4 separate regions of the Mus musculus genome follow, and regions 1, 3 and 4 are each linked to region 2. A link is a contact called in public HiCAR-type and promoter capture Hi-C data. All regions are on one chromosome and are shown on one strand. The core of a region is the stretch at or near the end of the contact, and the rest is flanking DNA. Distances in the headings are between cores, read along the strand shown. Region 1 holds the start of Chgb (chromogranin B). Region 2 holds the start of Prokr2 (prokineticin receptor 2). Region 3 holds the start of Crls1 (cardiolipin synthase 1). Region 4 holds the start of Lrrn4 (leucine rich repeat neuronal 4).

What was found. Promoter capture Hi-C pulls out the DNA fragments that hold promoters and counts their contacts. HiCAR-type assays count read pairs that join an accessible place to other places.
Region 1: a contact with region 2 is called in a promoter capture Hi-C map of embryonic stem cells, with 6 times the contacts expected there. The contact joins the promoter of Chgb here to the promoter of Prokr2 in region 2. A contact is called at or near these places in 6 of 39 promoter capture datasets (3T3-L1-derived adipocytes, HPC-7-derived erythroid cells, embryonic stem cells and 3 more), 2 of 115 datasets of contacts at active chromatin or transcription factors (embryonic stem cells and pancreatic cancer cells) and 3 of 9 other capture datasets (adipose tissue, embryonic stem cells and liver).
Region 3: a contact with region 2 is called in a promoter capture Hi-C map of liver. The contact joins the promoter of Crls1 here to the promoter of Prokr2 in region 2. A contact is called at or near these places in 8 of 39 promoter capture datasets (the 3T3-L1 cell line, the HPC-7 cell line, HPC-7-derived erythroid cells and 5 more) and 1 of 9 other capture datasets (embryonic stem cells).
Region 4: a contact with region 2 is called in a HiCAR-type map of embryonic stem cells, with 4 times the contacts expected there. The contact joins the promoter of Lrrn4 here to the promoter of Prokr2 in region 2. A contact is called at or near these places in 3 of 39 promoter capture datasets (the HPC-7 cell line, embryonic stem cells and maxillary cranial neural crest), 3 of 115 datasets of contacts at active chromatin or transcription factors (embryonic stem cells and stem cell-derived neural progenitor cells) and 1 of 9 other capture datasets (liver).

What each region holds. Positions count from the first base shown.
Region 1 is chr2:132,779,259-132,785,438 of GRCm38.p6, reverse strand. Chgb (chromogranin B) reads right to left here and starts at 3,797. Exons shown (of 5, transcript NM_007694.5): 1 at 3,657-3,797. The coding sequence starts at 3,705.
Region 2 is chr2:132,381,642-132,387,833 of GRCm38.p6, reverse strand. It overlaps Prokr2 (prokineticin receptor 2), which reads left to right and starts at 2,387. Exons shown (of 3, transcript NM_144944.3): 1 at 2,387-2,578; 2 at 6,084-6,192.
Region 3 is chr2:132,842,265-132,848,703 of GRCm38.p6, reverse strand. It overlaps Crls1 (cardiolipin synthase 1), which reads right to left and starts at 2,038. Exons shown (of 7, transcript NM_001024385.1): 1 at 1,579-2,038. The coding sequence starts at 1,887. It overlaps Mcm8 (minichromosome maintenance 8 homologous recombination repair factor), which reads right to left. Exons shown (of 19, transcript NM_001291054.1): 18 at 5,912-6,101; 19 at 4,507-5,229. The coding sequence ends at 5,137.
Region 4 is chr2:132,879,508-132,886,278 of GRCm38.p6, reverse strand. It overlaps Lrrn4 (leucine rich repeat neuronal 4), which reads left to right and starts at 5,417. Exons shown (of 5, transcript NM_177303.4): 1 at 5,417-5,485; 2 at 6,364-6,771. The coding sequence starts at 6,384.

The sequences.
Region 1 (6,180 bases), core at 2,548-5,047, 400 kb before region 2:
GCTCTCTCTACTACTCCAGTTCCCAAGAAAATCTCCTCCCTTATAAAAAAACCACGGGTACTAAAAGTCAGGTGTGGTGGTGCACATCTTTAATCACAGCACTCAGAAGGCAGAAGCAGGGGTGTGAGTGAATTCGAGACCAGCTTTGTCTCCCTGACTTCCAGGACTGCATAGAGAGACCCTATCTCAAAAACAAACAAACAACAACTGCAACAACTAACAAAGAAAAGCAAAAAACCTCCAAAACACAAAAATAACAACAACAAAACTCTCAACAATAACAACTACCAAACCCATGGATATTAGATCATTACTCACACAAGACCTTTGCTTACATGATCTGCTTTCACTGTGATGGTTTTATGAGTTGTTTACAATTGTATAAACACCTAGAAGTATCAAGTTCTCCAGCACATTGTTACGGTCAGGATATCCAAGATGGCATTTAACAACTGGTATATGACAGTATGTTTCAAAGGAAAAATTAATGCTCAAGATTTTATGAGACTCTGTCCCTGCCTTAATCAGCATTTGGAGTGTCTTTGTTGGTCAGAAAATAACCTGGTGACCAGCATTTGCCGGTGCCACATCTTCCTTCTCCCAATGATTGCTGCTTTTGTTATTTTACCTTTCGCTTTCCCTTTGTTTAATCCTTTCTGCTAGAGAAGCTCAAAGCCTTTACAAACACTCTTATCTCTACAAACAATCATTATGCTAGGAAAAAAAAAAACTTAAAGAGGAGCGATTCCCTTGGTCCCCAGAATAGAAGACCTAGCTGGGGCAAGAGCAAAATTCTCGAGCATCAGACACTAAAGCTACTCAAAAGCTATTTATTTATAACGAGCACCCTAACCTTCCTTCCAAACCAAGCCTGTTCAAACACCTACTCACCCTACCTAACCCACTGCCTGTCAACCCAGAGGAAAAAAATACATGCGACTTGGAGCGAATGTCTCTCATTTGCTTACTTTACTAAACATCTACCCCAATTGTTTTCAGGGTCCCACTGTTACCCAGGTTTATTAGGGTCACTTAAAAATGTTTAAAAAGTGCTTGATAAGCTATGAAGAAAGACTCCGGTTCTTCCTCAGAGACAGGTCAAACAAAACCTGACTGGCCAACGGGGTTCTTATGCCTGGCTCTGGAGGTTCTGTGGTTTTTCCTTTTCTTTAGTGCTGCAGACTGAGCCCAGATCCTCACACATGGCAGGTGATCACTCCCTGACCGAGCCCCGGCCTAGGGCCAGTCTTTCATGGTCCAATGTCTGCTATTTTGAGAACACGCTCACTTTGGCGAGTCTCTTTTTCCACCTCAAATCTGTGAAATCCTCTGGAAAGAATAACTATGGAAGAATTACTCCCATAATGACTGAGAAGTCACCCTTTCCAAGTTCAACTTTCCAGACCTTCTGTAGCAGTGCAGATCCACATATATAGTTCTGCCTGTTGTTCTTTCCCAATATAAACTGGGTACTTTAACTACCCAGACTGCCAAACTATTAACCCTTGTCAGAGTTGATGGACAAGGGATGTCTCATTGTCCTAGACAATTAGCAGTTTACAAATTACTAGTATAGAGCATCCTCGTTTTCCCAAGGGAGACTCCTCAGACTCTTCTTAATCGAAAGGAACTAGGGTTTGCTTATGGAGCTGCGTTGTGAGCCTTGGTGAGAGTGCTAAGTAATATGTATTTCTTCCAATAGAATCTGTGAGAGCAAAGAAATGACTAAAGATGTATTAGGTACCCAAAACTGGTTTAGCTTATTTCTGTAGCAAATAAGAAATACATTTAATGCTTATGGAAAAGTAAAATAATCAAATGACAAAAAAAAATCAAATAGCAAATCTGAGAATAGCTCTTGAAGCATCAGCATCCATAAGACTATGAAGGTTTGATTCATGTGAAAATCACAGCTGCAAAGTAGGCTCAGCATGTTCTTTTGCTGGTAAACCATGGGCACCCCAAATTCCACCAAACTTGCGAGTCAAACAGGATCTGCATAGCAAAAATACCTTTATCTTTTATGTGATATGGATATGGATTTGGTTTATTCATATTAATTTTTAAGGTGCACAGTACTTACACAGACAGTTGTGGATCTCCTTCAAGAAGCTCGAAATGGTAGAAAATTAACCAGATGACTTCCTGGGGTCTCAACCATGATTTTACTAAGTAACAAACTACTGGAATCCCCTCATTGCCAGATTTGGGGAGGTGGAAATGAGGAGGTGAGTGCTAAGATACATGGTGTGTTTCTGGGGTGATGACCATGCCCTAAAATTGGTAGTGGAGATGGTTATAGTCAAAGTGAAGCAGTAGGCTGCACGATGAGTGAGTAGTTGCCTAAAACAGAAGAGATTTGCATAGCTTCGGTATTTTACTACTAAATATTCCTTCATAAGAGGTATGAAATGTTTAACCACCACCAAAAAGTTTAATTAACCAGTTAAACGATTTACAAAAGGCTTACTGTTTTGTAATCTAGAACAGAATGTACATTGTGTACAATGTATCATTGTGTCCTGTTCAGCAATATCTTTCCGAAATACTTTGGACTTGAAAATTTCTAAGTTGTTCAGTTTGTTTCCTTTTATCAAATTAAGAATATGATATTTATAAAAAATAGTTATTTATAAAAATGATTTTTAAAAATAAGAACATTATGAATGCAATAACATAAATTACCATTGGCTTTCATTTTGTCAAACATTGGATGAGAGATTCCTGTCAATCAAAGGCATATATATATATATATTATATATATATATATACATCTATATATTTCATATAGACATATGGATATCTCAATTCTAGTTAGAAATCTCAGTCTCAGAACAAAACACTTTTCCGAGGACATTCACAGAGACAAAGAGCTGCTAGTGTAATTTGGTGTTATACTTATTTTTCAGTCTCCCAACACAAACACATCTTTCAGGCTATTGGAGACCATTGAGTAAATTTAGAGTAGTTTGAGACTTAGCAACGCACTCATCCACACACAACCGTCAAATATTAACTACTTCTGCTTTCATTCTTCAAAATTGACTAAAACATTTATTTTGCTACTCCAAAGATAATTTCATGGGTGTAACACAGTCTTGTTATTTTTATTTCTGGAGCACAAAAGGAAAGAAATATCTAGTACAGCTTCCATTCATAAATTAACATGTGAATTACCTCTCTTTAGAAACATAAATACAAAGTGTAAATATGTTAACCCTGTAAACAGACACACGAAGACCTGCACACACATATATGACACGCTGAGGGAAATGCCTTAAATGCACTCAGATTTAGTTCTAACTCAGTGCCTTTATAATAATAGAGGAAACTCTGCAGGGGCCAACTGCGTGCATTCCCACCCCTCTGCGGTCACGGGGCTGTGAAAAGTCACACGGAGAGTCAGGCTACAAAGGCTCTCTCTAGCTCTGTATAGAGCCTGACATCTCTGCAGAGAACACAGAATGCGGCTTTGCTTCCAAGGGCTGCACAGCCCCGGCGGGGAAAGGAGGAAAAAGCTGGACAGCTCTTGCTTCTCCTACTCAAAGCCAGGCCAGGCAAGGCAAGGGATACAGGGAAGAGGAGAGGCGAGATAGAGGGTGAAACCCAGTGCCGCCAGCTCTAGGAGCTGTCCGGGGTGCTGAAATCCCACTCACCGGCCAGAGCCGCTGCGCCCAGGAGGCCGAGGAGCATAGCCGGCTGCATGGTGCCTCTCGCCAGCTGAGTGTAGGAGGAGCTCGGCGGGTGCGGGCTCCGCAGAGCAGCTGTGGCGCGGTGGGCGCAGGCCTGGCTCTTATGAAGGGCAGGCGGGGTGCAGTACCCGGGGGCGAGCGGCGGGCGGGGGCGCCCCTCGCTCAGCCCTGACGTCACGGAGCAGCCCCGAGGCGGCGCCAGCGGGCGGAAGCACAGCCAGTGTGTGCGGCCTTGCGCAGGGTCCCAGCAGGCACGGGCAGGGATGCGGGGACGCCAGGTGCTGTAGATCTCAGGCAAGAAGGGACAAGGGTCCGGCTCATATTGTCGCGCCTGCGCTCCAGCTCCTCCGCGCACACCTCCGATGCTGCAGTTTGGGGTTGTGGGATACTTGTGATTCTGAAGTGTGTAAATGACGGGGGTCAGCTTTCTGTATCCTCTGCCAAGCTGAAGAAAATCCTTGCTTGGAATAAATACACAGGCGGTTCTTAGACCTTAACAAGAGAGTAATGGCTGTAAACCTCAGTGTGCAACCATGAATGTGTAACCTGCTCTTGGTTGAGATGTTTGGTCAGTGTCTGTGTATCCCATCTATGGCACTTCTGTCTTCTGTTTATGGAATCTCCTACCCGACGTACTTATTCAGATGAACTTAAAAAATCAAACAGGCCAAAGGATACACTTCAAAATTCTCTCTCTCTTTTAACCTCAATTTTTTCCAAGTTCAGTTTTTTCTGTAACTACTTTCTGTGGCTTAGGCCTATTTTAGTTTGGAGCACACATAATTGGTGCTTTTCCTTTCGCTCTCCCCACCCCTCTCCCTCCCCCTCCCTTCCATTCCCATCTCCCTCTCCCTCCTCTCCCCTTCCCTCCTCGCCCCCTTCCTCTCCCCCTCTTTCTCTTGATTGGTCACTTACCCAGCTCTTCTGATAGACATTTATTTAAGCTGTCACCCTTTGGCCCTTAGTTACTCTTTTACAACAGGAGCATAGCTTGGGGTGAGGTAAGGAGTACATCCTTGAAAACCTGTTCTTCTTTGCTTGCTTTTAAATAGAGATAGAAACGCATTTTAAATTATGTGCGCAATGGAGATGATAGCATCTTCCAGGTTATTTTCAACATGGATTCTGTTAGCCTGATAAGGAATTGGGGGAAAAGCGCCAGGCAATCGTCCTGCCCAGAAGAGACACAATCTGCTCTGATAACAGATTTCGAGGACCAGTGAAACCTGACGTGAGATCTTTTTGGTCAGGTGATAAAAGTTTTCAGTTCCTTTTCCTGAAAAGAGTGAGGCTCAAATTCTCTTTGCACATGCTGAGAACATAGAAAGATGCCTCTCCCTGGAAGGTTATTTACCCAAACTGCAGCCTCAGAGCATATGTTTTTAATTTTTCATTTATGTTTTTCTACATTGCTGGAGAGAACACAGAGCCACGGGCATACCAGGAAAGCACTCTACCAGTCTCCTATATCATCAACCCCAGTCTTAAAAATGATAGTTCTGCGACAACTGGTAAAATTTGAAAAGGCATGTAGATTACATCCCTCTCTGGGAACTGCACACATGTGTAGGCAAAACACCCATCCACATAAAAGGAAATACATCTTTTCAAGTTTTAAAAAGAAGAAAGCAAAATATGAAAATGAACAAAGCCTATTGTCAGAGAAGGACTGGAAACTCTTGCCCACCTGGGCTACATATAACAAGCAGAGAATGTGTGAGAAGACACAGGATATTACACCAGAGAGGCCAGTGCTTTGTAAGCGACCTGCAAAGACTCACAGGCCTTATGGCCCAGTTCTTTTTGACTGGCTGCTCTCCTTAGTTCACTACCCTATTCCCATTTTCAGTAGTGACTCCTTTATAAACGTATTTAATTATGTATTCATTGAGATAGGGTCTCACTGTGTAGACCAGGCTGGCCTGGACTCACAGAAATCCACCTGCCTCTGCCTTCTGAGTTCTAGTTCTGCTTTTAGCCATGCATCACACTTCAATGAGTCACCCTGTGTTTGTTCCCCCAACCCCCACCACTATAATCTGTGCTTGTAACTGTGCTGGCATGTCTTTGCTGATTTCAGGGAGAGGTCCTTGGATAGTCAAAAAATGTCATTGTTTTTAGAAATGCATATTGAGGTTTCTAGTCTCAAAATTTGTGAGAAAGTATAAGGAAAAGAGAAAAAAGGAATCACTTTCATATCTTAAAAATTAATATACATACACATACACACACACACACACACATGCATACAATTGGTTTTTCCAGACAGGATTTCACTATGTACTCCTTGGTGTCCTGGAACTCTAACTCTCTCTCTTTCTCTCTCTTTCTCTCTCTTTCTCTTTCTCTCTCTCTCTCTCTCTCTCTCTCTCTCTCTCTCTCTCTCTCTCTCTCTCTCTGTAAAACAAGATGGCTACAAACTCACAGAGATACTTCTGGGTGCTGGAATCTAAGGTGTGTGCCATCACTACCACCTGGCTTGATTTTC
Region 2 (6,192 bases), core at 1,138-3,637:
TAAGAACAAAAAATTGGAAATAACTTAATCTGTAATTTTACAGACATCTTGAACCTGTCAAACCAACATATCCAGCAGTGTGGGTTGTAAAAGGTAGCAACAGTGTATCCGTACAATAGACTATGTTATAGTAGAAAGGTGAAGAAGCCATAAATATATATATATTAGATTACAGATACCCCTTGGAAAAACAGGAAAAACTGTGCATACAAGGTGGATGGGAAAGAATGCTATTTTATATGATATCATTTTATGTGTTTTAATTTTTGAATTGTGTTGAGTTTGCTATTGGCTGAGAAACTGTCCTGCAGTATGACACTTCATAAGGACATAGGTACCACAATCAAGCTATGTGTCCCAATTCCTCACCAGTAACTTTGTAGTGGAATCTTTACCTCTGCCATCCATTATTTTCAGGGGATGTATGGTGGGAAGCCATACTCCAGAAAAGAATCACTTTTATTGGCCTATGGCCATGTCTCTGAGAGATTGTCTTACTGTGGGAGGGCCCAGCCCACTATGGGTGGCACCATCCCTAGGAAGGTGGGCCTAGGCTACACAAGAAAACTAGCTGAATGAGCTTAAGCCTATGAATGAGCCAGGAAGCAGTGTTCCCCTGTGGTTTCTGCTTCAAGCTTCTGCCTTAAGTTCTTGCTCTAACTTCTCTTAGAGATAAACTGTAACTAGGGAACATTAGCCAAATTAACCCTTTCCTCCCCGGTTTGCTTTTGGTCAGAGTGTTTTATCATAGCAACAGAATAAACTAGGACAGGCCCTATGCCTTTTCTCCTCTGCGTACACTGACTTAATTCAAGTCACAGTATTATTCAAGTACTGTGGTGGTAGGAAGGGGTGACTTAATGGAGTTCAATATGGCAATCTCAGGCTTACCAACAATTCAGTGTTGCCCTTTAGAAGGATGTTATTCTGTGCCGGCATTAAACCACTCCAATGTCCTGAATAATAATGGTGTGCCTTCCAGGGAACACACTTTGTGGTGGTGGTGGCGGCGTGTGTGTGTGTGTGTGTGTGTGTGTGTGTGTGTGTGTGTGTGTGTAGCATAGGGGTTACTATGGTTCATCTCCTAGGACTTCTCATGTGCCAAAGTTAGGACACAAAGTAGTCTTCAACTGTATACTGAGAAATCTCCAATCTTTCAATTCCCCTACTCACCCAAGATTCATGGCTTCACCCCATGCTGGTTCCCTGACAAGTCTATTATGTTGAGATCAGGACATCAAGTTGCTAGCATGACAACTATGGGCTTCTTGATCTGTCTGAATGAGACCCTGACCTAAATCTACCTTGGAGAATGCTGTGAGTACACCAGAGGGTCTGTTTGTCCCATATAAAGGGGTGTGCGGGTAGACGTGGGTCAGGAGAGTTGAAGCCAATAGCTGAAGTTGATAAGCAAGCACCTTTGAAAGAATGACCTAAAGAGGATGTTCAGAAATCCGGCTACAGTGTCAGTCAACTCCACTTTGCTTTGTACAAAACCAAAGCAAAACAGCAAAGCCTTTCCTGCAGTCTGGACGATGTACTTACCAGCCACCGCGCCAGCCGAACCACAGCCTGTCCCTGGGAGGAAAGAAGCCAGGCCTCCTGACTCCATCGTAGCAGCGAAGAGGATACAGGAGGGCAGGACAGTGGGTTAGTTTCACATAAGGTAGGACAGGCAGAACCACAGAATGACCAATTCCAAATACTTTTCCAAGTCCTCTATATGGGTAGTTTAAATTGTCAGCTTATCGGACAGGTCTCATTTAGAAAATGTTCTCTGTGGCCAGCACACAGTTCCTGCTTTAGTGGGGGTAATTTTATTTCTGGGAGAAATAAAATAACTCCTCTGGAAATAAAGTAGGGGCTCTGGGTAGCCTCAGATAGGCTGGAGGTTAGACTCGGATTGTCTTTGAATAGCCAAGGACACTACAGGAAAGATCATCCCAGTTTAGACCAGAACCTCAGAATTGAAGTTTCATGCAGGGCAAGCCATGCCACCACTAATTTCCAGCTTTGCCTCTTAAGGTCTGGATTGCATATGGGGGGCCTCTCCTGCATCACTTCTAAGGGAAGACTAGGCTTCACCCCTTACTTGCTGGCTCTGGGAACTTGTAGACACACACATACACACACACACACACACACACACACACACACACACACACTCCAACTCTGCACACTTAGTGGAAGCCACAAATGCTTGCAGAGGACAGTGCTCCGTCTCAAGGATGGCCAGCTGCTGAGGTCACAACGGGTTCAAGAGCTTACAAAACCCTTGGAAGGACCACCCGGAAGTCTGAGACCCTAATTCAGTAGATCTAGGAGGCAGGCGGGTCTCGGGGGGCGGAGTCGGGCGCCGGGAGGGGCGGGACACCTGGGCTGGGTCCGGGGCTGTTGGATGAGCTGCAGAGCGAAGCAGCAACTCCAGAAAGACTGATGCGAGGAGAGCAGGACCAAGCGACACACGCCCACCAAGTAGGCAAGCCTCAACCAGAGCTAGTGTTCCCAGAGCCCGGGCCGCGCCCACCTATGGTGGCGCCACCGGCCAGGGAGTGCGTCCCTGAAAGCACCGAGGCAAGTGAGTACCGGGTTGCGGCGGGCGGGCGGACTTGGGGGCACTCCGCGTCTGTTCCAGGAGATCACCTCCTACCTCCGAACCCTGGGATTGGGGACTAGGGGACTGGAGTGGAGCCCCGAAATCGCGGACTCAGTGGAAGGCGTACGGACAAGGGTGGGGGTATCTGCGTGTTTCCTGCGCCCTGCAGGCACCTCTGGTGCCCGGCTTTGTTTCTTGAGCTTAAATTCCCCACTGGGTACCTAATCCTGTACCAGTGTTGCACTGAGTGAGTGAGAGACGTGGGAACCTTCAAACGGGCTCCCTCTTCCCACAGTCTACGGGCTGGTGATGAGAAGGCGGCTGGAACTCCCGCTTATTGGTCCCCGGTGGCGATCTTTGGGAGACCAATAGACGCCCCAGAGGGAGGACACTGGGATCCAGACTCCACTGGAACCCCGCTTTTCAGGTAGGGTGGAGCGTGCGGCTGATTCCTGTGTAGCAAATCGGGGTTTCACTAACGCCGGCAGAGTGGCGATTCCTGTCCCCCAGCGCTCTCCCTCGTAAAACTGGGCAGACCTCGCTATCCAGTTTGATAGCTTCTTGCTACCCTTACCCGTTGCTCCCGTAGCTCCCGCACTGGCTGGTGTGCTGAGGTGGGAGAGGAAGGCAGTTCATTGAGACAGACTAAGTCAGGCTGGAGTCCTCTCTCCAGCCCCTCGCTTGCCCCATAGCAGCTACCTCCTGGGAGCTAGCATTTTGGAGACTCTATTTTGTCTCCCTTCTGTGGATGTCTCGGGACACTAGGATTATAAGGGAGTTCTCAAGCAATGGACAGCCCCTAAACTCCCTGGTCATCCCCCACCCACTCTTAGGAGGCTGTTATCAATTCAATCTGGTCTCAAGCAGCCACTTCAAAAGACACAGACTGTGACGAGGCTCAGTTCCTCCTTAGTCGGGGTTGGCTGTGGTTGGGAATCTGGGAACCTAAGGAAGGAGTCCGGAAGCTGATCCAGAGTCATGGGGTCAACCTGGGGAGAAAGGATTTATCCTAGAGCAGGGCTTCTTAAATTTTTCCATTTAGAAAGACCTCATTCACCAGAGAATTTCTTACACGACCCTGGGTTTGTACGTGTATAAAGTAGGAATATAATTCAAACACTTACTAATAATAAATCATTAATGTATTTTAAAACAATTCTTTGATACGCATATAATTTTACCATTTATGAACGAGGAAAGCAAATTTGCATAGTAATGAGTTGGATTGCGTATTTTTACATAAAGAATTAAATCTTGGCTGAATATTTGATACGGCATCTAGAACATTCTTTCAGAGTTGAATGATACTTTGATTTTTGTGATAGTCAATGCTGGGATGGCTCTTTATAGAAACACATGGCACAAATGGTAAGCTTGCTTCAGGGCCATTTCAAGCACGGCTAGAAATTCTGTCCTAATTCCAAGCCAAATTTCATGTAATGATTATTTTTTAGAATGAAACTCTAGTCAAGTGCTCAGACAGCAATTTTTAAATTCTTATGTGTGTGTGTGTGTGTGTGTGTGTATGTGTGCACATGTGTGTCTGTGTGCATTGTGTCATGTGTGTGTATGTTAGTGTAAGGGGGAGACTGTCTGAGGCCAGAAGAGGGTATCAATTCCCCAGAACTTGGAATTACAAGCTGTTATGAGCAATCCAGTGTTGGTGCTGAGAACTGAATTCTGCTCTCCAGTCTTATTTAAGAGACCCTCCCCCCCCCTACAAGAATGGCAAGCCTCTGTGACCACTAACCCATCTCAGTCCTTAAAATAGAAATTTTATTTTTTTCTCCATTAATTTATTTATTCACTTAACATCACAATCATTGCTCACCCTCCTCCCAGTTCCCCCTTCACATATTCCCTCCCCCATTCCCACCTCCTCTCCTCCTCTGAGAAGAGGACTATCCCCCAACCCTGGAACATCAAGTCTCTACAGGGATAGGCGCATCCTCTCCCACTGAGGCCAAACAGGACAGCCCAGTTAGAGGAACAAATTCCACAGACAGGCAACATTTTAGGGATAGTCCCTGCTCCAGTTTTGGGGGGACACGCATGAAGACCAAGCTGCACGCTTGCTACATGTGGGTGAGTGGAGGCTAGGTCTAGCCTGTATGTTCTTTGATTAGTGGTTTTCTCTGACAGCCAGCAAGGGTCCAGGTTAGTTAACTTTGTTGGTCTTCCTATGGAGTTCCTATCCCCTTTGGGGCCTTCAGCTCTTTCCCCAACTCTTCCATAAGAGTCCCCAAGCTCCATCCAATGTTTGACTGTAGGTCTCTGCTGGGTGGAGACTCTCAGAGGACAGTTATGCTAGGCTCCTGTGTACAAGCATAACAGAGTATCATTAATAGTGCCAGGATTGGTGCTTGCTATGGAATTCTGAATTCTGGTCTCGAAGAGAGCCCCTTATAAGAGCAGCAAGCCCCTGTGACCACTGAGCCATCTCTCAGCCCTTTGAATAGAAATTTTTAAATCAAAACCTTTCAACACAATAAGCTCAAGGATACACTAATTTGTAGCTGAATAAAACAATGTGGAGCATCTAGTGTGTAGCATCCAGTATGTAGCACCCAGTATGTAATGTCCAGTGTGTAGTCTTTGTTTTCCATAATTAAATTGTTATGTTTCTATGAGAGCAGAAAACTTTGCATGTACAGTAGCTGTTCATGTGCAATTCACAGCACACGAGTCTGGGGCAAGGTGTTGGAGGCCCTGTTTAGGGGCACTGCAAAGCACACTAGCACACAGGGCAAAGTGCACATGTGTGCAGAAACAAGGCCACAACCAAGTGTCCTGATGCAACTTAGATGAAGGATGCCAGAAACAGCCAGGATTCATTGTGTGTCTGATTTCCGTTTTTGAATTGATTTTTTTCATTCAGAAACCATTTGCAGTCACCTTCCTCCCCCCCCCCTTGCCACATTCAGTTATGCAAGCCCCATAGTTTAAGAGACTGGCTTCTAGAGCTCCTAAGCAAAGAACAGGAGAGTAGCAGGAGAACCACTCCCAGCCACCAATACATTCCCGTCCACAGCCCCTGCCTTGTGCCATTGTCTGGTAAGCTGTTGAGAATAAGAACAGTCAGCCCAACACTGTTGCTGGAAGGAGGACAAGGGTGCATATTCTTTGGGTTTGCTTGTTTGTTTTTTGGTTTTTGGGGGTTTTTTGGGGGGGGTCGAGACAGGGTTTCTCTGTGTAGCCCTGGCTGTCCTGGAACTCACTCTGTAGACCAGGCTGGCCTTGAACTCAGAAATCCGCCTGCCGCTGCCTCCCAAGTGCTGGGATTAAAGGCGTGTGCCACCACTGCCCGGCTAAGGGTGCATACTCTTCTTGGGTTTCTCTGAAGATTCCAGTTCATTCTGTGACCAGCAAGCAGACGGCCTCCCGTCTTCTTGGCCCTGGGTGACTCTGGTTGGACTGTACCTAGCTAACTCTTGGGGGGACTAGCCAGATCTGATGTTTGCTGACCAGTGGTTTTATCTGCCCCCAGATCCTGGATGGTATCTGTTCTCCCTAAGGATTCTAACAGGGACCTGCACTCACTGACCCCAGCAGAACTGCTGAACTCCACGTGAGCGCATCTCCCTGATACACACCAG
Region 3 (6,439 bases), core at 789-3,288, 460 kb before region 2:
ACGCTATATAGTTGTATGAAAACAAGCTCATTTCACCCAGGTTCAAAGATTAGAAATGTTCCTGAAATTTAGAAAAAGTATCAAGCTGCTGAGACAGCTCGAGATTTGCCCTGACCTTTGTATGTGTAATGAAAAGAGTAAGGCTATTGACCACACTGTGGAACAAAGTCAAATACTGACCCAATATTACAGCAACTCACAAAAGCTGGGAAGAGAGAAAGGTAGCTAGCTCAGGGCTGTGCTAGAAAGCAAAAGCCATCAGACTATGGCGGCACACGCCTTTAACTTGGGCACTCAAGAGGCAGAGGCAGAGGCAGGTGGATCTCAGAGGACAGCCTGGTCTACAGATTAAGTTCCAGGACAGCCAGAACTACACACAGAAACCCTATCTCAAAACTAAAACAAGCAAGCAAAAGCTGAGAATGAAGAGCTCCAAAGTTAGTCTAACACACTGAAAGAGCATGACTAAATAGAAAGCTGCACCCAGCCTCCTCACTTCCCTTGGTAAAGACACAACACAACTACAGCTGGCTACCAGGCCAGTAAGTGAGCCTGTGCCCCACAAAAAAATGTTCACCGGCTGGCATGGTGGTGGTGCAGGCCTTTGACCTCAGCACTCGGGAGGCTGCGGCAGGTGAATCTCATGAGTTCGAGGCCAGCGGATCAAGTTCCAGGACAGCCAGGGCTGTTACACAGAGAAGAGCTGTCTCGAAAAACAAAACCCTACAAAAAGCTCATTAATATCTAGTTATTACATTTGGACATTTGTGAAAGTCGACAAAGCTTAATCTCAAATTACCCAACCAGATAACCTGTGGCATACTCGGCCAACTGTGCTGGGAAGGGCTTCAGCCAGGTTGAGGGCAACTTCAAAGCATCCGGCGGCGTTCAATCTCCAAGAGTTTTAAAGCTAGGCCTGAAGCTGTGACCCCTGCCGGGGTGTGGCCACCTCAGCCCATGCTGTGTAACTGAGGAGAGCAGGGCAGTACAGTGGCCGCTGAAGACCTAACAATTGAAGATGTAATAATTGCATGGACTTGCTAACATGACATCAAAAGCTGGGCCACACTCATGCTCTGGTGTCACCTGCTTGGGAAGTTATCTTACCAGGCAAGGTGAACAAATCCTTCTGTTACGTCAAGAATAGTCTGAAGCTTTCTATAATACAAAGTTGAAAGATCTTTTCATTACAACCTAAGCCAGATAATTATCCTCCGTGATACTGCTAAAGACCAAAGGATGATGTAATCTGCACAAACGGACAGAAGGGCCGTTCTTATGGTTCCGCCGAACTTAACCCTGAAGATTCACTTCAAAAAATTAAAAACAGATTAACTAGACGAGCGATGGTTGTTTTTACCTATGCAACGTGTAGACACACCTCCCAGCAACGGGTGTGCACACAAGGGGATTACAGTGGGTTTCAACTTGGCCAGAGACTGTACCCGGCGGGGGACCCCTGAAGTTCACCAAGATCGAACGCCCTGGCTGCCCGTAACTTCCCAGAACACCGGGTGAGTGTCGCGACAGAGCGCCGAGCCCGTCACCTGCGTCCCGCCGACCCTCCCTCGCACGTACCGAGCTGGCGGCGCTCGCCGGGACCCATCGGGCGCTGGGGGCCTGCGCGGCGGCACCTCCTCCTCCGGCGGCGGGCTCCGGGGCTGCCTTCCCCGCGCCCGAGCAGTGGGTCCGCGGGCCGGCGCCGGGCAGCCGCAAGGCGAACGCGGCCGGCCGCAGCCGCCAGCGCTCAGCCAGGCAGCCGAGGCAGCAGGCCGCGGGCGGCAGCAGGGCCCTGCGGGAGCCGCCCCTGCCGAGCCGCGCCCCCGGAGGCCGGAGGGCCACGCGAAGAGGGCCCCACGCGCCGCGCGCCACGCGCCAAGCCAACATGGCCGTGTGGCCTCCACGGAGTCCAAGAGTCGAGAACTCAGACGCCCCTGGCACCGGCTGCCAGCTTCTCTAGAGAAGTCGAGCGGTGCCGAGGCCGTATGGACAGCTCCATACTAATTTCTACACTCTGGCACTTTCCGCTTATACAGGTGGCCTGAACCGCCAAGGGAGTCAGCTTTCACGACGTTTTCACGACACCCAGCCGCTCTGCTCACCGGCGCCCCCGCGCGGCAGCGGCGAGCACGAACAGCTAAGGCCCGCAGGTTAGGAAGACCTGACTAGTGAGTAGAGCCGCTAGTGCCTGCAGGCTAAGAAGAATGACAGGTAGGGAAGACCAAGAGCGAGTGCCACGTGGCCACAGGAAGCCACTTATATCAGGCCTGCCTGATGCCAAGTGGCCCGCTGGTGTGCATGGCTCTGTATTATCACTGGAGATGTAAAGCATTAGTGTTGGCATCAAAGTAGTTAAGTACCTACTCTGCTTCCTTAGCACTAAATGCATATGAATAGAGCAAAGGGAAATGTCAATAATAGCAATCACTAATTGTTTACTTGGGAAGTGCTTACTGTATGCGTTATAGTGTCATTATTTATCCTCTCAACAACTCTAACATGCCTTCTGTATTTGCCTTTACTTTTACAGGTACAGAAGCCCGTGGACAGGAGAAACCTGCTTATTCTAAGTCTGAATTAGAAACAAATCAGTTCACTGTTATAACCTTACCTAACCTACCATTTTGTTATAGATTTGAGCTTGAACCCAGGGCCTTGAATCCAGGTCGGGCAAGAACCAAACCAGTGAAAGGTCACCACGTGGTGATGTCTTGCAGTCTTTCCACTGTTCTTCAGCCCAGTCTGTGATGGCACACACTCACCTGGAAGTTGTTCGTAAAGCCCACATCACATTTGACGATTGTAGTCTTTTTTTTTTTTTTTTCCAAGACAGGGTTTCTTTGTGTAGCTCTGGCTGTCCTGGAACTCACTCTGTAGACCAGGCTGGCCTCGAACTCAGAAATCCGCCTGCCTCTGCCTCCCGAATGCTGGGATTAAAGGCGTGCACCACCACGCCCGGCTAAGGATTGTAGTCTTAAGGAGCTTTTTATCAAGATCATCTTTATTTTGTTTTGGTTTTTGCGAGAGGCCTAGACTTTTCTTTTTAATTAAAAAAGGAAGAAAGAAAAATGAAGAAAAGGAAAGAAGAGGAAAAGAGAAGAAAAATCTAAGCAGTGGTATGAAACAAAGAGAAAAAGAAGTAAAAAGATAAATCCAGGTGGCCGTGGTGCATGCCTTTAATCCCAGCACTTGGGAGGCAGAGGCTGATAGATATCTGTAAATTCCAGGTCAGCAAGGGCTACACAGAGAAAATCTGTCTCGAAAACAAAAACAAAGTCAGTTTCTGTTCATAATTAGAGTTACATCCCCTTGTATATAGTCTTAGCCTTAGTCATCCCCTTGTATACAGTGGTCTGATCGGCCCATTTTGGGATGGATGGGTCAACTGATGGAGCTGCTTGCAGCTAATCTAACCAGCTGACTTTGATCATATTTATATCAGCTACCACTTGGTTCCTTCAAGTCAGGGTTTAATATTTCTATGGTATTCTATGGCATATTATCCCTCATTTCATTTTCATTTTGCATTTACTATCAGTTAAATATTCGTTGTAAAATACTAGGATTTGCTTTATTTTGGTTACTCAGCGCACACTGCTTTTTGTATGTGTGTAGGTGTGGGGGCAGAGGCTGATGCTGAATGGCTTCATCAGTTCAGGCTGGCCAGGGAGCTTCAGGAAACTGCCTCTCCTCCCTCCACCCAGCGTTAGGGTTACAAATGAAGCATCCTTGGCTTTTTACATGAGGATCTTACTCAGACTTAACCAACTGAGCCATCTCCCCAACTCAGTTTTTGGGTATTTTGGTTTTTTTAGTTATTCATCTCCTGGTTTCCTGGAAGTTAAGTAACTAATTTCTTTTTTTTTTTTTTTTTTTTTTTTTTGGTTTTGGTTTTTGGTTTTTGGTTTTCCAAGACAAGGTTTCTCTGTGTAGCCCTGGCTGTCCTGGAACTCACTCTGTAGACCAGGCTGGCCTCGAACTCAGAAATCCACCTGCCTCTGCCTCCCAAGTGCGCCACCACTGCCCATAAGTAACTAATTTCTAATCAGTGTCTGTTAAATGCTAACGTGCTTATTGGCTATATATACAAAGAATGCTTTGGCTAGAGGTCCAGTTCCATTTGAAGACTCACAAAAACATGATGAATTCTGATTTCATTGGTCCTGCCTCCTTGAAGCAGACCACAGGAAACCCCTCAGCATGGGGGTTTCAGGTCCATGTCTCTGTATGTGCTTTCTCTTCTGAGGCCTGATGAACAGTGCTTCTTGCTGCTGCTCTGATGCAGCAGGCAAGCCATCCCTTTACCTTCTGCAGACACTCTTCCAAGTACAGGGATGGCATCCATGAGGCACAGAGGCAGAACACCTTAAGCACCATGGCAAGAGGCTAGTTTTATTTTACAAACTACTGGAAGCTTTTTTTTTTTCAGTTTTTTTTTTTTTTTAAATCATCAGCAGTCATGCAATTCTATAAATAATACTCCTCAGAAAAGACTTCTTCTTCTTCTTTTTTTTTTTAAGATTTATTTATGTGAGTGCACTGTTACTCTCTTCAGAGACACGAGAAGAGGGCATTGGATCCCATTACAGATGGTTGTGAGTCACCATGTGGTTGCTGGGACTTGAACTCAGGACCTATGGAAGAGCAGTCAGTGCTCTTAACCACTGAGTCATCTCTCTAGCCCCAGAAAAGACTTCTAATTAAGTCAATAAATTTCCACTACTTTCAAATGAGAAGCCAAGTCAGACCCACTGCCCATAATCATAAAGTTAAAAATGAATGAAGAGTTTTTGTGACCTGAACAATTTAGGAGAGCCAAAGTTTAATGTTTTAAGTAAAAGTTCACCTGAACACATACTAATCTGTTTTTGCATTAGCTGAATGCCTGCTAGACATCTGATATACAAAACTAAAAAGCACTACTAAAAATATGATGAGTTAAAAGCATATGCTTATGCTATTTAGATAAAATAATGGAAACAATTTACTCTTCTTACTCTTCTGGATAAATTATGGATAGGCCTTTATTCTGTTATAGGAGTTGTGTCATTTTTCAGAACTTTTATTTTCAGTTTTGTAATTACGATGATTCTGAACTATTTTGAACCACAGGAAGCCCTGATGTGGTAAAGTCTTTCACATAGTTTGAAGTTGGTAAATCTTTGGGCCTTTCTTCAAGAGATAACCTTGGTCATTCAGTGATCCAATGAAGTTTTCAAAATCGGCAACCTAAAAGCAAACATTAAGAGTCAGCACATTCAGTAATCAGCCAAATATGACTTTCACATCCATCTCTACACAGACATATACCCAGCGAGCTTCCTAGGCAAACAAACAAAAACAGTCTATGCTTCATATAGTACTCCACTAAATAAAGAATACTTTGTCTTAATTAAAAGCCCAGCTTAGACTAGCTTTTGAAATTGCATGATCTTACATCTGAACTACTTGCCACATTTAAAGTGCAATTACACTGGTTTTCTCTAGAACTCCAAAGTAGGAGCAGCAGGGACTCATCCAAAGAGAAACCAGAGCCATCACAATGAGTAGCCACAGGGCGCTCCAGACAGAGCCCAAGTGTTCCTAAAAAAAAGTCCCTCATTGGAAATGCCAAAACCTTTGAGAAGAGGTAACAAAGAATCTTAAAGCTAAAGAGTGATTTTGTTCCCAGGCATGGATATGCTTGCCTTTAGTCTTAGCACTTAGGAGTCAGAGGCAGAGAGGCCAGCAGGCAGGCAGAGACAGACAGAGGCAAGCAGAGACAGAGACAGATCTCTGAGTTCATGGCCAGCCTGGTCTAAAGTTTCAGGACAGCCAGGATTGTACACGGAGAAAACAGCTAGAAAAAAAATAAAACAAAACAAGTTGTTTTGTTCTATTAATAAGAACCTCAGTATTTAGGTCATCATACCTGAATGTTTAGTTCTTTAGCAATCTGACGAAGTTGATGATATTGAAATATGTTGTTATAAGTTCTTTCAGCAATGCTGTTGAGAGCAGAAATAAATCTTTTTGCTGTTGACCTGTTGCTCATCCCAGAGCCATGCTGGGATCGCTCAAAGTCCAGGTTTCCGAATTCATCTGAGTAAGTTCCTAGCATGCTTAAAGATAGAGAAGAAAGGATTATCTCATATGGCGGGGCTACAGAAATTTTTGGGCTGTGTTTCCAATTCATAATAGAAGTCTGGGAGTGCTGTGAGACTTAGCCACTTTGAAATTCATTAGGATATATATAGATTGACAAAAAAGTATTTTGAACACAATTAGTGATTTTTTTTTTTAGAAGAACAAAACCACATCCAAAAACTTTTGCCAGGAGTAGTAATAAATGCCTGTAGTCCCAGTACTCAGGAGCTAAAGCATAAGAACTCCCTTGAGTTTAAAGACAGCCTGAAACACATTGACAAGTACAGGGCCAGTTAGGGATATGGAGGGAGGG
Region 4 (6,771 bases), core at 4,168-6,667, 500 kb before region 2:
TAAGGCCACGTAACCAGTTGCAAAAACGAGGATTATAAAGTAATATGAATGCCCATTGTAAATTTACTAATGCGTTTGTGATTGTACGAGGGCGAGTTATATCATGTTAGGCATATTTACAACCTTGTTATTGTTTCATGTGAACATGAGATATTACTTGTGTCAAGTTGACAAGGGGTGGATTGTAGTGGCTATTCCTGGTTGTCAACTTGACAATATTTGGAATGAACTACAATCCGGAATTGGAAGGCTCACCAGTGACCCTTATCTGGAGGCTTGGAGATCCTTATCTGGATCTTGGTATGGAGATCTTGAGCCATAGTGGCTATGGATTCCAGAAGATTGAATCTCCGAGTTTAAGGAACACACCTTTAATCTGGGCTACGCCTTTCATCTGGGATTAAAGGTGTGGTGGAACACACCTTTAATCTGGGCTCCACCTTCTGCTGGAGACAATATAAGGACATTGGAAGAAGGGAGTCTAGCTCTTGCTCTTGCTCCTTCGCCTGCTTGCCGTGTGAGACTGAGTAACTGCTAGATCCTTGGACTTCCATTCACAGCTGCGACTGAACAATTGTAAGGAATTGGGCTGCCGACTGTAAGTCATCAATAAATTCCTTTACTATCTAGAGACTATCGATAAGTTCTGTGACTCTAGAGAACCCTGACTAATACAGCAAGATACAGGGATGAGTACAGAATGAGCTGAAAACAGCTCATGGCTCAGCTCCTCGTGATAGTGTGCTCACACTAAGATATAAGTGGCGTCGTCTGTCTTCTGCTGGAGGCCAGGGTCCAAGTCTGATTCAGCTTCAGGACTTCATTTTATATGCAAGCTCGCAACACATATGCCAGCATCTGCACGCACACTGTGTTGCTGATCCAGCTGATCTACTTGACAAATGCCACATGTAATAGGTAGGGTTTACAGCCATTGTCCTCAGAAAGGTAAAGGAGCTCTAAGATGACAATCCACATCCTGTGTCCCTCCTTAAGGCTCTTTGCTCTCTGGTGCATCCCTAGCTGTGGAGAACTCCAGAATCAGTTTATGAGCACAGCCTATGCCTGCTTCAGCTCACCTCCTACATCTACATGCAAAAGAAAGTGACACCTTTGTGCCTGGTTCCTCGGTTCAGTTTGAATCTTTTCAGTGATGGATTTTTTTTTTTTTAACGTGTTTTTTTTTAACGTGGTGGGCTCTTCCATTCTCAACATCCCACACATCCCTACGTTACACATTCCACAGATACCTATGTGGAAGTCCTACTGACGCTAAGAGGTAGAGCCTGTGTCTCCGTTGTCACCATCTTACTCCTTAAGACCCCTTCCTCACTGGCAGGTTGTGGGTCCTGAGGCCTTTGTGCCGCCGCATACCACTCCAGGAGAGCAGGCCCTTTGCGGAGACTTGACAACCTGGTACCACATCCTCCCACAATCACCCTCCCATTTCGCCAGCTTATCTCAAGTGTCAGAGAAGAATGAAGCTTTATTCATGCACATTCCGACTCCAGCAGCTGGAGGGGAAGCCTTCACCAGAGCCAGCTGGCATCTGAAAGGCCGAGCTGATGATGCATTGACTGGGCAGTCATCTGGTCAACCCCTGTCACCCTGCTCCAGGTTCACAGAGAGATGTGGACACAGCCAGACAGGACCCCCTTGGAAGATCTCTGGGGTATCCTGTATCTGGGGTATATATTCTGAAAGTCTCAGGACTGGGGCATAACAGCACAGGTCAAAAGTCCTAGAGTTCTCACTAATGCTTAGCATTCAATGCTTAACAGTTCATGCAGGCCAGCTCCACTCCTACACCAGGCCAGGAGAGACCCGGGACTGTGAGGAAATGGCCTGGAAGGATTTATGAGAGGGAGGTCAGCCTTTTCCTCACTAGCTAGAAACTCACAACTATGTGACTTCAGGCAAGCCACGATATTCTCTGGAACTCAGTTTTCTATCTCCAAAATGGACAGGGTGGGGGCAGGACCAAACAAATGATCAAGACCTTACTAAAAGTAAGGATTTTTGACCCTGCTTTTTACACACACCCAGAGAAGAAGTGTAATTATTGACTGTCTGTTTCCCTGGGAGCCAAGTGTTTCTAACATTCTAACCATGCGATCTTTCAGGAGAAATCCCCTGCCCCACAGCCCTGCTGGGAACCTGTGATTGCAAAATCCTTGATGATTTGCATTTCTTTAAAGATATTTATTTTATTTATATGTATATGTGTGCCTAGTGTGTGTATGTGCTCCCTGTGCATACAGGAACCCAAAAAAGGTCAGAAGGAGCCATTGAATCCCATGGACCCAGAGTTATAGTTTTGGGGTATCCTGTGGGTGCTAGAAACCAAACCTAGATATGCTGTGATGGTAAGTGCTCTAAACCACTGAGCAAGCTCTCTAGACCCATGGTGATTCAATTTTCTATTTCTACATAAGTCCCCTCCCCATCTCCACTTTCTCCTTAACCATCTCAACACTAGGGCCAACCATGACCCCATCATGCCTTTCTCCATTCATTCGTCATTTTCCCCAGGTGCCAGGCACACCCAGCACTTACCCATAGCAGGTGGGCCTCCTTGGAGTGACTCCCTCCATGTCAGAAGAAGCCAGCTATGTCTGGGAGCTGCAGCACTAAGAACCCTGGGACCAGCAGAATACAGAAGCAAAGTGTGAATGCTATATTCCTCAACAGTAGATAGATACATTCCCCCAGAGAGTCTACCGCATAACTAAGTCATTTTTTGTTTTGTTTTGTTTTGTTTTGTTTTGTTTTTTTGAGACAGGGTTTCTCTGTATAGCCCTGGCTGTCCTGGAACTCACTTTGTAGACCAGGCTGGCCTCGAACTCAGAAATCCGCCTGCCTCTGCCTCCCGAGGGCTGGGATCAAAGGCGTGCGCCACCATGCCCGGCTTAACTAAGTCTTTCTTTTCATAGCAGCACCAGCTCATTACTATCAGACTCTCTGAGCTTTCTCAGATCACCCCCCAAATAAACTCCCTGCACTTGAGCCCTTAGTTAAAGGTTTCCTGAGGAAAACATCAAGTAGAGAGGAGGCTGAGTAAGAGACTAGTTGCTCAAAGGAGAGACACTCCAGCAGGGTAAGAGTTCCTGCTCCACATCAGGGGAAGGATGTGATAGATATTTGAAAAACACATACTTCGTGGTCCCAGGACTTTGTCATAGGACTTTAGCATCCTCCTGTGGATTACTGTCTATAGGAGGGCAGGTGAAAGATAAGACTAGAGTCTGTGATTGGGCAATGAAAAAGGAAGGCAGGGCTAAGAGTTTGGGGGGTGGGGAGACAGGGGACAGACAGGAAGGACAGAGAAGGATAGAGGAAGAGGATAAACAGGTTCCAGGTGGCTTGAAAGAGCCACAGATAGTTAATAGAATAATATAGGACAATTTGTCCAATCTAGATGGACAGCTTATATCATTATCAACCGAGTTTTGAGTTCTTTGAGTGGGCGTTCTATGAGTTAAGAATTTAGTTATAAATCTGACTGATAAATTACAAACCTCTGGAATTTTTATTTTACTGGGTTACAGGGATTTGTGACAGCTAGCCACAGGAGGTGAGTGGCTGGGAAGATAGAGCAGTTCAGAGGCAGGGAAACAAGGAAGCCGGAAGCTTGTAGCTCCCATTGGGGGAGGGGAGACCGCGGTACTGGAGCATAGCTGGCATTAGCATGGATTGTTTGTTTGTTGGTTTTTAAATATTTTTTAAAAATTTATTTATTATATATGTAAGTACACTGTAGCTGTTTTCAGGCACACCAGAAGAGGGCATCCAATCTCATTATAGATGGTTGTGAGCCAACGTGTGGTTGCTGGGATTTGAACTCAGGACCTTTGGAAGAGCAGTCGGTGCTCTTAACTGCTGAGCCACCTCTCCACCCCCCCACCCCCACCCCCCGCCCCGGATTGATTTTTAATCATTACATGCAACATCCTCCTATGGTAAAACACGTATGTCACCTTTTCCTATGCTCCTGCAGTGCTACAAGAGAAAGGACTGCAACAGAGTTCTTCGGTGTCCCTGAAAAGCTCCCAAGTGCCATACAGTGGCACTTCCTCATCCTACTATGCCCAAGAAGTCAGCTCATAGACAAAAGGAGACTTTCTAAATATTTTAGTGTCTTAAGTGATATGGATTTATCTGAGTAGCTAAGAACGGTTATCTTACGAGGAAATACACTGGGTCCACTGAGAGCAACAGAACACCTTTTGGTTCAGAATACCCAGATGGCTCACCCATCATCTGCTCCAGAGCCCAGTCAACTCGGGACTTTGGTTTCCTTATCATGGGATTGTGGGCAGTACCTTGAGAAGATTCGATGAGAGAATGCTTATGAACCTGGGATCTAGCAGTGACCCTGACTAAGACAACGTCTTTTCCTCCTTGTGGTCTATCTAAACAGGGTACTTATATTTTAATGGGTTCTGGTCCTTCTTATCTGGTGTCTCCAACTGAAATCAGCTACCCATGCTGACTTCAGTGGAGGCAATGGCTTGACCAGGATGAACAGAGCATATTTAATATTGAGAGAAGTCTGAGGCTTTGATTCTTGGGTATGCAACTCTGTCCAAAGCATTGAGGATTTCATGGCTGGGCCACAGGAGCCAGTCTCCATCCCCTTCCCTTTTCCATCTTTTCCTGGTCTTCTACACCTCCCTCTCACCCATCCCTCCCTCCCTGATCAACCAGTGGTGTCGGGTTTCTACCACCAGGGCCAGGACCCAGACCTCCTGGCCGCTTCCCTACAGAGAGCACTGAGCAGACTCCCCTTAACCTGGCTCAGGCCGAGGAATGCTTCTAACCAGGTCTCAGCCAGCCTAGACCGAAACACTTATCTTTGAGACACTGCATAAAGAGGACATCAAATGAAACCACCAGGGACTAGTAATCTCATCAGACCAGTTTGAAAGGTTCCTGGGACTTCTCAGAGATGCCCAAAGATAAGCGCTGACAGGGGGAAAAACTGGAGGCTCTGGTCCCAGGGTCTATATACAAAGAACTGAGGACAATAGCCCAGCATGCTCCCAGTCGTCCTGGTGGGCCTGGGATGGCTGGAATCACCTAGAAGGGAGACTAAGATTCCTGTGAGGTGAGCGTGCTGCTTTACTGAGTACTGCTCTTCCTGCTGGCTTCTTTTCTCAAGCTTGGGAGAAGTTTAGCAAAGAAAGAGGACGGGGAGGAGTGGGGGTGGGGCTGGAGCTGGGAATGCCAGGTCTATGGAAAGAGAGGCCTGAGGCGAGAGGGAGGAAGGGGGATAGAAAACAACAGAATTCTTGGTGGGGAAGGAGGGGCTTCGGGGCAGGAGTGTCTCAAGCTCCTCCTGGATGGAGCTGGAGGAGGGGCAGCCGGGAACCTGGCTTCTTCCCTCTGACATTCAGAGCTGACCCGGGAGGTCACTGGTTCCTACAGTATTCCAAAGACTGAGGACCTAAAAGGGCGCGCCACATCCCACTGGGACAGCTGCCTGGTAAGTATGGCATACTACAGGATACATTAGCACCTGGCTCCAATTCCCAGCAACGTTCTCATCACTTTAACTCCCTACTAAGAGGGGAGCCTTGCCCTAGGAGCCTTAATGGTGGCTCACTGTTCATATCAGTGTTCAGCAGGGAGCCAGGGTGGGAATCTGCAGTAATGTGGGCTATCAGACAGTGACTTCCTGCCCTGCACAGCTAACAGGGCTGGGCAATCAATCCCTCCTGCAAAGGGCTGACACCCAGTGCTGGCTTCTGTTAGAACCTATCTGGGACCAGGATCCCAAATCTTGCGGGTGTCTAGGGCTCCTATCTTCTTCTGAAGGCAACCCTGAGCTTCTCTTAAGAAAGAGACACCAGAAGTGGCAGGACCCTTGTATTATGAAAAGTTAGCCAGATGATGGTTTCTAGGTACAACTAAATCTTCCTTGAGTCCATACTTTTAATCTCAGCAGAGGTTTAGTCTGGATGTGTTCACGGTTAGAACGAAGCTGCTTAACCTGGGGTGGGGGAAGTGGGGGGGGGGGTGTTACAGAGGAAGAGAAAACAACCTTCTCTCGAAAACTCAGAGAAGGAGCACACGGAAGCATGAGGGCGGGGGTCTTGGAAGAGTCAGGCCAGGCATGGAAAAGACAGGGAAGACTCCTGCTGGAAAAGCAAGGACAAGCAGGTGTGTGATGGATCTTGCACCAGAGATGAGGAAAACGCTCGTCTCCACCTGCTCACTGACAGAAACGAGGTGGGGGTGGGGACGAGGGTGAGGGTGGGGATGAGGGTGGGGGTTACTTCCTCCCCGGACACACACACACACTACAGGAACTTTGTGTGCCTTTCGTTCGGGGCTTCCTCTGAAACCATGGGCCCTCTGTAGTCTTTCCCTAGAGACTTGACATGCGGTGGACGCTGATGCTGCAGCTGCTGCAGCTCCTGCTACAACTGCTGATGGCGCAGAGCCAGAGCCTGGAAAGGATCTCCCAGGACCGGATCCCCCTCTTCCGACTCACTCAGCAGGGAGACTGGGACAGCCTCGACCGCCACCCTACCGACTCTCTCTGTGTAGGACTCCCCGCCGCGGGAGTCACCACTCTGAACTTGGCGAACCGCAGCCTGGAGAGCCTGCCTAGCTGCCTGCCGCGCACGCTGCGCAGCCTCGATGGCAGCCACAACCTGCTGCGCGCCCTTAGCGAGCCTGTGCTCGGCCGCCTGCCCGAGCTGCGCGTACTCACGCTGCACCACAACCGCATCTCCGTGCTACACTGGGGCCGTGACACGCTGGCCG